Regions from separate parts of the Mus musculus genome. Here regions 2 and 3 are each linked to region 1. A link is a contact called in public HiChIP or PLAC-seq and promoter capture Hi-C data. All regions are on one chromosome and are shown on one strand. The core of a region is the stretch at or near the end of the contact, and the rest is flanking DNA. Distances in the headings are between cores, read along the strand shown.

Region 1 (4,544 bases), core at 1,100-3,599:
AATCCACCCAGCCTTGATGCGCTGCCTGTAAATCATCCCCACTTCCATCCCAGCTCTCCATGCTGTAACTCTGTGTATGCTCATCCCCACCAAAGGCTTCGCCTTCCTACCTCCCTTCTCCATCTACAGACCCCACCTCTTCCCCAGTCTTCCTAACTTCTATATCGCCTAATCCCCACGTGCAAGTATGTGTGTACAGAATACAAACACACACACACACTCACTCATACTACACACACCACACACATACATGCCACACACACACACTACATATACATACCACACCACACACACACCATACATATTGCACACACTACACACACACACACACACACACACACACACACACACACATACACACATATATACCACACCTCACATACACAGACACACTACACACTGTGCATATACCATATATACACACATACAGAATACACATACATGCCACACACACTACACATACCACACCACACACACATACCATACACATGCCACACCACACACACATACACACAAACTATACACGTACCATAAATATACACACACCACACACACCCACACGACATACACATTATATACCACATATACAACCTACACACTATACACACATATCATACATACACACACACACACCACACTCACAGACACCACACCACACACCACACACACACATATACACCACACACCACATACATGCCACACACAACTATCAAAATCTATGAAGGACTAAGATTTTTCTCTACTTAAAAAGTACTGGTGTGGTGGTTTGAATGAGTGTACCCCCTATAGGCTCAGATGTCTGAATACTTGGTGGCCCTGTTTGGGTAGGATTAGGAAGGAAGAGGTATGTCACAGGAATATACTGGAGGAGGTATGTCACAGAAAGTGGACTTTGAGAATGTAAAGACTCGTGCCTCAGTACACTGTCCTTCCTTCCTGATTGAGGATCAAGATGTGAGCTCCCGGCTTGCTATTCTTGTCACCATGCCTGCTGCCTTTGCTCTGCCACCGTGGACTCTACCCATCTGGAGCCAGAAACCAAATAAATCCTTCACCCCATAAGTTGCCTTGGTCAAGGTGTTTTATCACAGTAATAGGAAAGTGACTTAGACAGATGGCTTGTCTTAACACAGTTCAAAGAGGCATGAGCAGGAGGCATGAAACTCTAGGGTCAGAAACAAAGACATTCACTACTGCAGCACAGAAGGCAGCCCCGTGAGCACCGTCTCTCTTGGGGAGGGTCTGCTATGAAGGGGCAGCTGATGCCTGCTCGTGCAGAGGAATTGTCTGACAGAAGGGGAAGCCAGTGTTTACAGAACTGGAGTCTTCTGCAATGAGCAGTGAGCATGCCTGCCCTCTGTTCCAGAAAGCAACATCACTGCTAACTTTCAAGACTACTCATCACAGAAACATCTCAAAAACAGCAGAAATTGGCCCCATGGTGATGTTCATCTCTAACTCTAGCTTTCAAGAGACTGAGGCAAGTTGATCACAAGTTGAAAGCCAACCCAAGCTACATAGAGAGTTAGAGAACAGGCTGGATGTTAAACTAAGACACAAAACAAACAAGCACACAAACAAAACAGTGCCAAGAAAAGTGCAGTCAGGGTCTCCTGATAAGACAAGCAGAACCTGGAGCAGCTGAGGCAGCATTCCCCAACCACTAGAAGAGAGAATCTGATACTTTAAAAATGGACTCTTGTGTTCAAATTTAGATAGACTACTACTCATACCAGCTGTGTGACTTTGAATGTATTTCTTACCCTCTCTGATCTGCTCTTCTCTCATCTAAAAAATATCCTAGCATCCACCAGAAATCACTGGTAGACAGAATTAATACATGCATACAGCTTAGCAGATTGCCCTGTACACAGTCACTGTCACTACTGTGGGCAGGATCTCATTGTCTAATCACAGAGTTTTGAAAGCCCAGCGTGGGCCACCTCTTGTGGAAGCCCTGACCCCTTCCTCAGTCTCCTTCCTGTTTCTCACCTAGCACAGGAGGAGGCAGGTCATCCACTGTGTTGTGTGTTCCATCTGGGGATGTTCTTTTCCTAAGTCTGGCCATTTCACTGTGTATAGAAGTACGCTTCGGTCTCCCCCAGCTCGATTGTTCTGTCCTGGAAGGGTCTCTCTCGGCATGTGATATTACACCTAATACACTGCAAAGGACATTAGCAGAAAGGTTATGCAGCCTAGGACAATAGAGACACCACCCTTCTCGAGAATTGAGGCCCCTGCATGCAGGCAGACAGCTGTTTGAAAAGAGCAATTCGGGGGACTAACTGAGCTGTGGAGGGTGAAGCCTGGCTGGCCTGCCACAGCCCAGCTGCTGCTAGCCTGCCTCCTTCATGTCTCTCCAGAGCTCACAGGAGGCACCCTCTGCAACTTAGAGAGAACCTGCTCCCTTGGCAAGGAAACAAAACCCTGGCTTCCAGAAGAAACTTGTTTGAAAAGAATTCATTGGCTCCAAGTTGTTTTGTGGTTGTCTGTTTGCAGGTTTGCTTGCTTGCTTGCATGCTTGCTTACTTGCTTTAAAAAAGCAACCCCTAGCAAGCCTATTTCAGGAACCACTGGAGAGGAAACGACAGTCCTGTAATTTTATGTCTTGCTCTGGGGCAGCACAGCGCATGTGCCTCTAACCTGCTGTAAACAGGGCACCGACTCACACTCTGCCTGGGCATTTTATTATTTAGTAACTGGCCAACAGTTGATTCATCCCAGATGTGCACTGTGCCATCTCTAGTCAGCCAAGAACAAATAGGCTGTCTAGGCTGTGTTCACCCGTGGGGCCAGGCCTCACATCAGCCCTATGCAGGCTGCGGCCCAACTGGGATTTTCGTCACAGGACTGGTTCTTTCGCAAAGCAAGCCTCACACTTAGCCAGTGCTGAGGAGAGCTGGCTCCGTGCCCACTCCTGTGCGAGTCTCTTCGCCCAGCTGTTGCCTGAAAAACTTTTCTTTTAAAGTCAAAGTACTATAAACTAGGGGCAACGGGTATAGCAAACAAATTGACAGGAGCCTTCCTGCAGAGTGGAAACCCTCCCTCCCTTCCCTCTGTCCCAAGACTCAGCTAGAATGGGAGGAGGTATATACAGCTGAAACAGCAGGAAACTTGCGGAAAGGAAGCAGGGTTCCTCTCATCTGCTGCTTTGCATGATCCGTTTCATAGCCTATGACAGATAGACTCAGAAATAAGCTTGAGTTCCCTGGACCCCTGAGAGAAGAATGAAAGACATCAGGGAATTGCTAACACCACCACACGGCTCTGAAACGTCAGCTTCCAGACCTCTCACACTGTGAGATATTTGTGGATCTGCCTGGCTCTTCCAGGACTCCCAGGTAATAGACTCAATGTCAAGCATCCATTCCACCAGCCTCAAGATCAAGGTTAGGGAGTCTTTCCTGGGGCCTGAGAGATAGGAAAGCGGGGCACAAGGGCTGCTGTAATCACTGATGGTCCTGCCCACTTACACAGGTCTTACTATGTGCCAGGCTCTTCACTTTTTTCCCCCTAACAACTGCATGAGGCAGACCCATTTAAAGTGTTGTTACTCTCAACGGTTCACAGATAGGAAAACTGAAGAGCGATTTTTTCACACCTGCCCAGGATCACTAAGCCAGTGCATGGCAAAGGCAGATGTGGTGGCCACCCCCACCCCCCAGGGCAGCATCAGAGCCGTTCTTTCCATTCCTTGGAGCATAGCAAGAGCTCTGGAAGGCAAACAGCTCACCAAGTGTGAACATGAGTAGGGAGAATTCAGTTGAACATTTCCCAGGAGGTGACTTCCAAGAGGCTCCTTTGCCCTTGTGCCAGTGTCTCACAGTCAAGATCACTGCATGTCCCTTCCACCTCGTGTCAAAGGCACTGAGAATTCACCAGGTGTTTCCTAGCACAGACAGGATCCCTGAAGTTACAGGCAAAATGTTTGGCTAAAGGATAAAGTCACTTTTAAAAAAAAATCTGTTATCCAAGAAAGTTACAAATCAGCCTGCTAGAGAAATCCATGAGATGCAGCCAGCCAGACTCCAACAGACTTTTAGCATCAACACAGAGACAGATGCCCTGTGTGGAGAAGAAAACAGAGACAGGATGTAAACCAGCTGCAGAAGTGGCTCTGGTGGATCTACACTTCAGGATGGGGGACTGGGCTCTGCAGGTAGCACGTGGCCTGGCCTGGATCCACCCATGTGAACTGAAGCCTGACTGTGCCCCCGGGTGTCTAAGTGAGGCTGCTGGATGTGGGAGGCACACTGCTCCTTTATGCTTAGCTGCCCCTCACTGTCACACTGCCCTGCCTTCTAAGCAGCCCTTCTGGCCCCTCCATGAAGGAACAGCCTGCCACTGTACCTCAGAATCTAGCATGGAAAAGATTCATGAAAAACAGTCAGCCCTCTCGACTATACATCCATTGATTCAACAAAATTCCAATGAAAAAGCATTTGGAAAAAAACAAGAGCAACTTGTCTGTACTGAGCAGGTACAGTCTGCCTTAGAGTCACTCCCCAAAAGTCCTACCATCACCGGACATTAGCACAACAGTC
Region 2 (4,422 bases), core at 1,262-3,761, 320 kb after region 1:
CATTGTCTGTCTGTATTTCCTTGTCACTGTGGTAGGTAAGCCTACTCAATGTCTCAAGAGACCTTAGTCAGAACCCTCCACAGGAGGTCCTTTCTTCCCCAGCCCAAGCAAGAAACACATATGACACATTTCCTAACAGCAGAGAGGACTGAATACAATCTATGCCATGAGCCAAAGATGCCCTTTTTTCTGATTCACAGACCTGCATCTCTTGTAGCATTCGTTTAATCAAATAAATGTCTCCATGAAATGTTCTGAGAGGTAGTGCTTTTTATTTGGGCATGACCCTTTCCAGGGACCTTTTTCATAGTGGAATGCTTATCATGGAACAACCCCCTTGAAAGTGCTCAGCTGATGAGGGTTATATAGAATCTCTTGATAGAGTCTTCCCTCCCCTCACCCTTTAGCAAGCAGCCCTTCTTGAGAAGTTGCAATTTTTTTTTTGTAAACTTCTTTTACTTTTATCACATGAAAATGCCAAAATATTTTGCTAGCTTCCAAGGCAACTAATGGAGAAGGCAGAGTCGCTGCTGTTCAGATATATCCCAAGGATTGGGAGGTGTGTGGGAGCCTAGAGAGCATGGGAGTCACATGTCTGGTGGTGTGCATAAGATAATAAGTTAGTTTGACCCAAGCAAGAGTCACATGACCTCTGGAGACCAGCTTTCTTCTTTAAGCAATGGCTGTATTCTGGGAGCTGCCCCACCTGCCTGTGCCACAGTTGTGGGAAGACTTAGCAAAATGTCTGACGAAGGCTTTGAAGGGGAACAAGCCATCTAGATGCAAGGGGCAGAAATTATACTGTCCTCATCGTCTGCCCCTTATCTAAAGCTAGTGTGGGCAGTTTTATTTTTTCAAGTAAAAGTTTTCTATTCCCAAGTTGAAATGATTAAATTCCATCGGGTTTATGGGACAAAGTTGCCATCTTTCTCACTGAAAATGAAATAGTATCTCTTGTTACTGACTCAGACAAATTTGAGTTTTATCTGAGAACAAGCTTTTACTAAAAGACTTTTTAGTCAGGCTGTCCCTGGATTTGGAAAACATTGCAGCAAACATCTTTTGGGTTGTGGCTTTGCAAAGCATTTATGCAGCCACACAGAGCCAACCATTTCAGAGCTCTTCTTGCTTCACAGAAGGCCAGACATAAGACCTGCTCTGGCTGAAGACAATGTCAGGAGCAATGAAGAAGCCTGGGGCATGGAGCTATGAGCACCCCCTGTGTTGATCACTACGTTCACGGGGTTAAAAGGGCTGAAGTTAGAAAGTTGGAAGGAAGTGAAAGTAGATTAAGTAATAGGTGAGTAAACACAGGTTTACAATGGCATAAGCCAAGTCTTTGCATAAAGACTCATTGAGCCACTTTGCATACTGGGTCTCTGACTTCTAGCCAGCTATCTACCCAACGCATATCATTAATGCTAATAACAGCACACCTTCATTAGCTGCTACTGTGGGAACAAGGAGTATGTGTGAGGCATTGAGCTAGGCAGTTTGCATATATCTCTTCATTTAACTCAGAGGAGAAAAAGAAAAGTCTGTGTTCACTGTTCCCCAAAGTTAAGGTGGTCATGTTTACATTAGCCTGCAGAATGGAGAATAAGAATTGGTCTGAAGGTGTTGTGGCTATCCATGTGTACATACAAAATTGCAATTATGTATTTTTTAAAATGAAGGATGAAATCACTTGACCTCAAACCTCAGAGTGTCCCAATAAAACTGACCCACAAAACTCCTGCTGAAGTCCAGCCTGGCTTTACACCGATGGGTTAACAGAGAGAGGCCACAAGGCTTCAAAGCCCTTCCTCATACCAAGCTTTTTAATGGATGAGTCATAGGAGAAACCTGCAGCTTTGGGCCACAGTGGAAATAACTCATTTCCCCAGTTGCTCAGCAGCAAAACATCAAGGCCAACTGCCTGTACGGTCTAATGGTGTCAAGCACTTTCTTTTCTGGTCTTTGCATTGCTTTTAACATAATGAAACCAACTTTTGTTATCCCCTCTGGAGTTTCATTCTTAAGATCCTATATTTAGGTGTTTTCTCCTCTTGCTTAATAGGAGTCAGGATAAGAAACTCACCAGGCCTAAACTGTCAACTGCCAAAAATAAATCTGTTTTCCCTTTTAATCTTCGCATTAGATTTTGCCAAGCTTCATTACAAAACATGACTAACTACTCTATGGTTTTCACACTGTATGAGCTACAGAGCTTGACTTTCAAAACCCTGAGTGTGTGTTTAGTCATCATTGAAAAAAAAGAGCAGAGAATATTCTCTTGAACTTCTATCCTGTTTAAAATGTTAATTTCACATTAAACCATGCCATCAATGGATACTGATATCATGGGAATCAATGAACCTAGAAGTACCAGGCAGAATACGTATGTTCTGGAACTTTCTCCAGTATGAAATCACGCAAGGCTCTTCAGGCCTTTCAGTGTAACTGTTTCCTCCAGATTGAAACTTCCCTTCCTGGAGGAAATGGGGAGTGGCTCAGAGGACGCGGAAGGCTTGGAAAGTTACAAGATTTGTGAGACTCCTTCCCAAGTTGATATTGCTGGGGTGGGGTGAGGGCTGGGTGGAGGCCTGTAAGACTCTTTTTTTCAGTGCAGCTGCAGCATGTTGGGCAGGGGGCTCTCAGGGATACACTTTTCCTGAGTCATCACCCATGCTGGGGTGATCTTTTCAATGCTGTGGCTGCTTGTGTGCCACCCCTACCCCTGTGGATAACCCCAATAAACTGACTGGGTCAACATAGACCTTGGTAAAATCCTTTCTTTGATCACTCATTGGCACCGTATCTGGAATGAATGAACATTGCAGACCTCTCACGAGGAAAAGTCACACAACAAAGCCCAGTTAGAAACTGATAAGAACTTTTACAAAAATAAATTTTATGAAAACAAGGCCACAGTGTATATGGTTGCTAGGAAAGACAACATGTTTACTAAACAAGACATCTCTGCTGCTTAGTTTTTGTTGACTTGATACAACCCAGGGTCATCTGAGAAGAAGGAACCTCAGTTGAGAAAATGTATCCATTAGACTGACTTTGAGGCAAATCTGTGGGACATTGGTTAGATTGCTGAGGAGTAGCCCAGTAAGGGTGACACCATCCCTGGACAGGTGGGCCTCAGCAAGGCCCATTCCTTCATGGCCTCTGCTTTATTTACTTTCTGCTTCTAGGTTCCTGCCCTGACTTCTCTCAGTGATGGACTGTGATACAATAGACACGTTCCTTCCCCAAATTGCATTTGGTCATCATATTTTATCATATCAGTAAAACCCTAAGTAGGACAACATCTAAAGAGAAGTCTGCCTTGGGGGATGTAGTACAGCTTCAATCTGTTTCCTTTGTGCCTTGCATCTTTTTACCACACCTTCATGTTCCTACTTATATTCAGAATTCCAGCACTCAGGGCCCGAATTCCTCTTATTTGCTAGATCCCTGGGGTCCAAAGCTGAAACTGTGAAGCCTTCTATCTAGTGATAGAAATAGGTGCCATGAAAAGATTCATTCCTGCCACAATGGAGAACACTCTTTCATACAGAATGGAGCATAACTGGGGCTGTATAACTTTGGGGATGGACATGTTGATGAAGTGACACTTAAGATGGATTTCAAATGCTTGCTAGCACTTATCCAGCCAGAGAGAGAATGGGGAAGGGCACAGCAGAGAATGGAGATGGTTGGTGCAAGAGGTACAAATGTCTGAGGGATGGGGTGTCTTTAGCATGGTGATAGTGGTAAAGAGGGGACTAAGAAAAAGAAGAAAGTCAAACCAGATGCTGAATGCAAATTTCAAAAGGTCTGTAGTTCTAAGATACGGATTGTGGATCATGGAGAAGCAGGGACTAGAAGGGTCTCAAGGGAGTTCCTGGTCTGCCTAGATACTTGTTGGAAAGGCAACTTAGCTAGACAGGAGGCGGCATTAGTTTACTCCAGTGCATGAGGGTTATCCTGAAGTACAAGGAGACAGAATGGTAATGTGTTCATGTCTTCTGATGTTGGAGACTGCTGTTCCAGACCCAGGAGACTCAGTGGTGCAGCCAAAGGCCAGAGTACCAAGAGAATGGATAGTATAAGCTCAGAACTAAGTCAGAGTCAACAGGCAGAAGAGTTGCACCCAATTTGGAGACAATCAAGCAAAAGGAAAGAGTTCTTCTTATTCATTCCTTTTGTTCTATTCAGGTCTCCAACTAGCTGATGGAGTAGAGTCATCTGCACTGGGGTGGGGGACAGCTTGCTTCACCTCTACGGAGTCACATGTTAACCCCACTTGGAAACATTCTTGCAGAGTTGTCCAATTATCTGGACAGCTCACTGGCTGGCCCAGTCAATTGACACACTAAATTAACTGTCACAGGACCAGTGAGATAGCTCAGTGGGTAAGATTGCTTGCCATGCCAGCAACCTCATGGT
Region 3 (4,040 bases), core at 187-2,686, 500 kb after region 1:
ATGGGAAAATCAGCAACGTGTAGCCCATTTATTAGTACTTTGTGATTTTGTCATTTTCAGCATTTCCATTTCTAGTCATTCTTTAAAACGCACTTGGCCCACACAGGCCATACAGGTGCTTTTCTTCTGCACGACTGCTATATAGGTTACCTTTTCTGGATGCATGTTCCCTGTTACCCTGTTGGCAAATGCAGTGGTAAACTCAGACTTCAACCACACCTGACGTTTAGTTTGAAAGCTATCAGGTCACAGAAAGGTTCCATATAGCGAACCCACACTGTTACAGACAGGAAAGGCATTTATCAAGGGTACATTCACCACTGCTGGGTAGGTTACAACGAAAAGTCCACAATTTTTACACACTTTGTAGGAATTTGGCTATGACACCAGAACCTCACTTCATACCTCTGCCTGGCGATAATCTTGAAGTTTGGCAAACTCATCAGCAAAGTCTTTCAGACCCTGCTTTAAATTTGGTGTCTCGGTAGAGGCATACAGGTTGATTTCGTTCACTAGGAGGTCGGCTTTGTCTCGAAGCCTGGCAGTTTTCCGTACATAAGCAGCAAAGATTTGGCAAAGCTCTCCAAAATGCTTCTCCACATTTGTGACAGCATCCTGCAGTTGTTTTGTTTGAGCATCTCTAGAAAAAGGAGACACAGAACACTGTTCTTAAAACAGTAAGAAGGTGCCCCGTTAATTTTACGTGCAAACATTCCCGGGCCTCCCTAAAGCCCTGAAGGGCAACATTCCCAACTCTTCCAGAGGCCCGCGCCTTCTCTAGGACCTCACGCAGGCTCTGGTCCTGCCTAGAACCTTGCAGGCCCGGGAAAGGGCCCGGGCCTGGTGGGCCGAGAAGGGGCGGCGCTGCTGCGGCCTGGGCACCTGCGGCCTCCCGGGCTCTGTACCGCGGCAGGGCCCGGCCCAGCTCAGGGGGACCGATCGGCCGGGAGACTCTCTCGGCCCGGCACTCGCCTCATCCGGGTGGACGGACTGCAGAGCGCCACGGGGACCGTGCGGCCTCCTCCCGCCCCAACCGGCTTCCAGGCCCTCGGCCCGGCTCCTCTCTCCCACCCGGCCCTTTCCTTCGGGCAGCCTGCACGACGAGGCCCCGGCGGTTACCGCTCATCCAGATTGCGCCTCAACATCTTGCCTTTCCCGCCGCCCGGGACCCAGGATGGGAGCCCAACGAGCGCGGCTCCGGGCCGCCAGGGCGCGCGGGAGCAGGCGACGCCGCCACTTCTACCGGGAGCTGAGAGCGCGCAGTGCGCGCCGCCCCGCCTGCCCGGCGTTTCCGTGGCGACGCGGCGCGCGCCCCGGCGGTCAAGAGCAGGGCAAGGGAGACCAGAGGGCATGGGGCAGAGGGAACACCAAGCATCCTCCTTCAGCTCCTGCAGCTCTCTAGCCCTCCCAGGCTTCTGGGAGCGAAGGAGGAAAACCAACCCACCAGCAACCGGAAGGGGTACAGGAAAATAAAGGTGAACGGGGTTCAGACTTAATGCGAAGCTTGTCCCTGTGCTTCTCTGTTGAATGAGACAACGTGTGGGCTCGTGGAAGCTGCCTTTGGAAAAGAACCGCTCTATAAGTTAGATTTCTATAGCTGTGATGAGACCCCGACAAAAATCAAGTTGAGGAGGAAAGGATTTCTTTGGCTGACATATCCCAAGTCACAGTTCTTTAAGGAACTCAGGGCAGGAACCTGGAGGCAGGAATTGAAGCAGAGGCCATGTAGCAACACTGCTGGCTGGCCTATTTGATTGACTTTCTTATATACCCCAGGACCTCTTGCACAGGGGCAATACTGTCTACCCTTCCATGTCAATCATCAATCAAGAAAACAGCCTACAGGTCAATCTGATAGGGACATTTTCTGAATGTTCCCTCTTCTCGGGTAACTCTAACTTTGGTCAAATTAACCAAACAGAAACAAACAAACAACAATAACAACAATAAAAATAAGAACAGTAACAACAAAACAGAAACAGAAAAAAAAGCACACCAGTGCTTACTCCCTCATCTTTACTGGTCTTTAATGCCATCTGTTCCCCCTCTTGCAGGTAACTGAGTTTCTACTTTGTGAAAAAGATTGTTAGACCCAGTCGAGGTATGGGCCTGAATGAAGGTTCCCCAATTGGAAGAGTCACAGATAACCCAGAGCCTTCCTCTAGCTTCTGAGAGGGAGTCTTCTCTTCCGAGTGAACTTGGGGTCCAACTTCAAGCTTTGTCTACTTCTCAAATGCCCATAATTTCTGAGAATAAAGTCTTTGCTCTTACAGTGCTCACAGCCTTGGTGGAATGATAAAGCTAGCCAAACAGTCAAACACATATAACACAGCCCAGAAATGTGCTACCGTGTCAGGTTTCGTTGTATAAACAAATTATAAGGCCTAGTGGCTTCCACAACTCCACTAGTCAGTTTAGGATTCTGTAAACGACACAGATGGTTCTTCTTTGGTTCTGTTCAGCTAGGTTCTTTCCTGCCTTTCCAGGTGGCGAGTCTGTTACTAGCAGTATAATTTCACTAAATGCTATGGTGCTGAGCAAATAAGTTCTGCAATTGGGAGGTAGGGAGCCAGATGTGTCCAACCCCACCCCCTAAAAGCTCATCTTAAGACCAGTAGGAGTAAGAATTGCTCCCTCCTTGTTCTGGGCCTGCATGCCATGGTAGTGCATGTATCCTTGTGACCCACACCTCTACCACCATTGAGGTAGTCACATAGCCTGGTGGCTACATTACAGGCTTAAGCACCTGGAATTCCTCTTCATGCAGATGAAGCATTCCCAGTACCTCAGTACCAACCAATAATGTACACTCACCCTGAAAAATACCTACCCACTACCCAAGGTTTATATAGCCCTTATTTTCCTCAAATAAAGAGAGCTGTAACTCTGGAAAAACGTCCAGCCAACAGAGTTCCTGCAGACCCAGGACCCACCCTGTCTGGTGATTCTTCATTTTTTCCAATCCAGCCTAGTGCAAAACAGTGCCTGAGTACCCTGAAGGCTGAAGCAGAACTGGCCAATTTGAATATGGTTTGAGTGTTCTCAAAGAGTACATGACGCAGAGGCTTGGTTTGCTCTTTAATGTATGGTGAGAGGTGTGGACATTTAGAGAGCAGCCTAAAAGCCATGGAGACTACCGCTCTTGGAAGGGATTAAGGTGTGTGTGGTTGTTTGTTTGTTTGTTTGTTTGTTTTTTTGAGTCTCTTATTATTAGTTTCTGGAAAGGTTATAGACCAGAGTCTTACCCCACCTGGATGTGACTTTTTCCATCTATACCTGTTGCTACCATCATGACCAAATCCACTATATGAAGTCTATCAGAGCAGAGCTACTAGCCAGAATTGTGAACCAAATCAACATGTATTTGTATACACTTGTCAGCCTGAAGTATTTTTGAAAGATTTATTTATTTATTTATTTATTTATTTATTTATTATGTTTATGTGAATGCCTCTTGAGTTTATATGCACCTTGTGTGCACAGGAAGGCCAGAGAAAGGTTTCCCTGGAACTGGAGTTGCAGGCTGTTGTGAGCCACCATGTCGGTTCTGGGAATGAAACGAACATCTGCACGAGCAATAAGCCCTCATAACTTCTGATCCACTGCTTCAGCCCACTAGCCACAGGTATTTTATGATGATAATATAAAGTAGACAGATACAGGTGGCCTAACATGCCATGCATGCAGCAGGGAACCTGTCAGCTGAGGCAACATGCCTTTTATTTTCCACCAGGTCAGCCTGGATTCTTCAGATAGCTTCTTTCTAAACTGGCCAGCAAGACATGGCAAGTCCCATTGTACACATGCTTTTAAAGTGTCTGCCTAATTATCATGGATTCCTAGGTACTATTGGTTGATACAAGTTACATGGTCCACATTAAAATTGCACACTAATTATCACGGGCCCAGGGAGTGGTTGCTTCTGTTTGTTATTCCATGTATCAGTTGGACCTTCATGGCACCAAGAGAACATGTGCTTACAACAGAGCTTCGGTTTGACCTCACTGAAGAAGTTCAGTGAAGAGGAAGCATTTCAACTA

The links. Promoter capture Hi-C pulls out the DNA fragments that hold promoters and counts their contacts. HiChIP or PLAC-seq counts read pairs in DNA pulled down with a chosen protein or histone mark.
Region 2: an H3K27ac HiChIP or PLAC-seq map of vascular smooth muscle cells shows a contact between it and region 1, with 6 times the contacts expected there. The contact joins two enhancer-like sites. A contact is called at or near these places in 4 of 115 datasets of contacts at active chromatin or transcription factors (epiblast stem cells, fibro-adipogenic progenitors, large pre-B cells and 1 more).
Region 3: a contact with region 1 is called in a promoter capture Hi-C map of 3T3-L1-derived adipocytes, with 4 times the contacts expected there. The contact joins the promoter of Cibar1 here to the enhancer-like site in region 1. A contact is called at or near these places in 10 of 39 promoter capture datasets (the 3T3-L1 cell line, 3T3-L1-derived adipocytes, the C10 cell line and 5 more), 1 of 15 datasets of contacts at CTCF or cohesin (the NIH/3T3 cell line), 1 of 484 Hi-C or Micro-C datasets (bone marrow-derived macrophages) and 1 of 115 datasets of contacts at active chromatin or transcription factors (large pre-B cells).

Annotation. Positions count from the first base shown.
Region 1 is chr4:11,670,117-11,674,660 of GRCm38.p6, forward strand. It overlaps Gm35884 (a long non-coding RNA gene), which reads right to left. Exons shown (of 4, transcript XR_881129.1): 2 at 1,993-2,162. Among named protein-coding and RNA genes, the nearest start is that of Gm35884, 3.8 kb to the right of the region's middle. Within about 2 kb of position 2,350, at least 104 of the 459 cell types and tissues checked have an H3K27ac peak or open chromatin away from gene starts, as enhancers often do. A contact at or near this core is called in 3T3-L1-derived adipocytes, the NIH/3T3 cell line, fibro-adipogenic progenitors and 2 more, where this site is marked.
Region 2 is chr4:11,988,225-11,992,646 of GRCm38.p6, forward strand. The region is part of intron 4 of 1700123M08Rik (RIKEN cDNA 1700123M08 gene); the gene reads left to right. Among named protein-coding and RNA genes, the nearest start is that of Gm52722, 4.8 kb to the right of the region's middle. Within about 2 kb of position 2,512, at least 163 of the 459 cell types and tissues checked have an H3K27ac peak or open chromatin away from gene starts, as enhancers often do. A contact at or near this core is called in fibro-adipogenic progenitors and vascular smooth muscle cells, where this site is marked.
Region 3 is chr4:12,170,579-12,174,618 of GRCm38.p6, forward strand. It overlaps Cibar1 (CBY1 interacting BAR domain containing 1), which reads right to left and starts at 1,437. Exons shown (of 9, transcript NM_026558.5): 1 at 1,120-1,437; 2 at 406-640. The coding sequence starts at 1,352. It overlaps Gm46846 (a long non-coding RNA gene), which reads left to right and starts at 3,455. Exons shown (of 2, transcript XR_001784247.2): 1 at 3,455-4,040.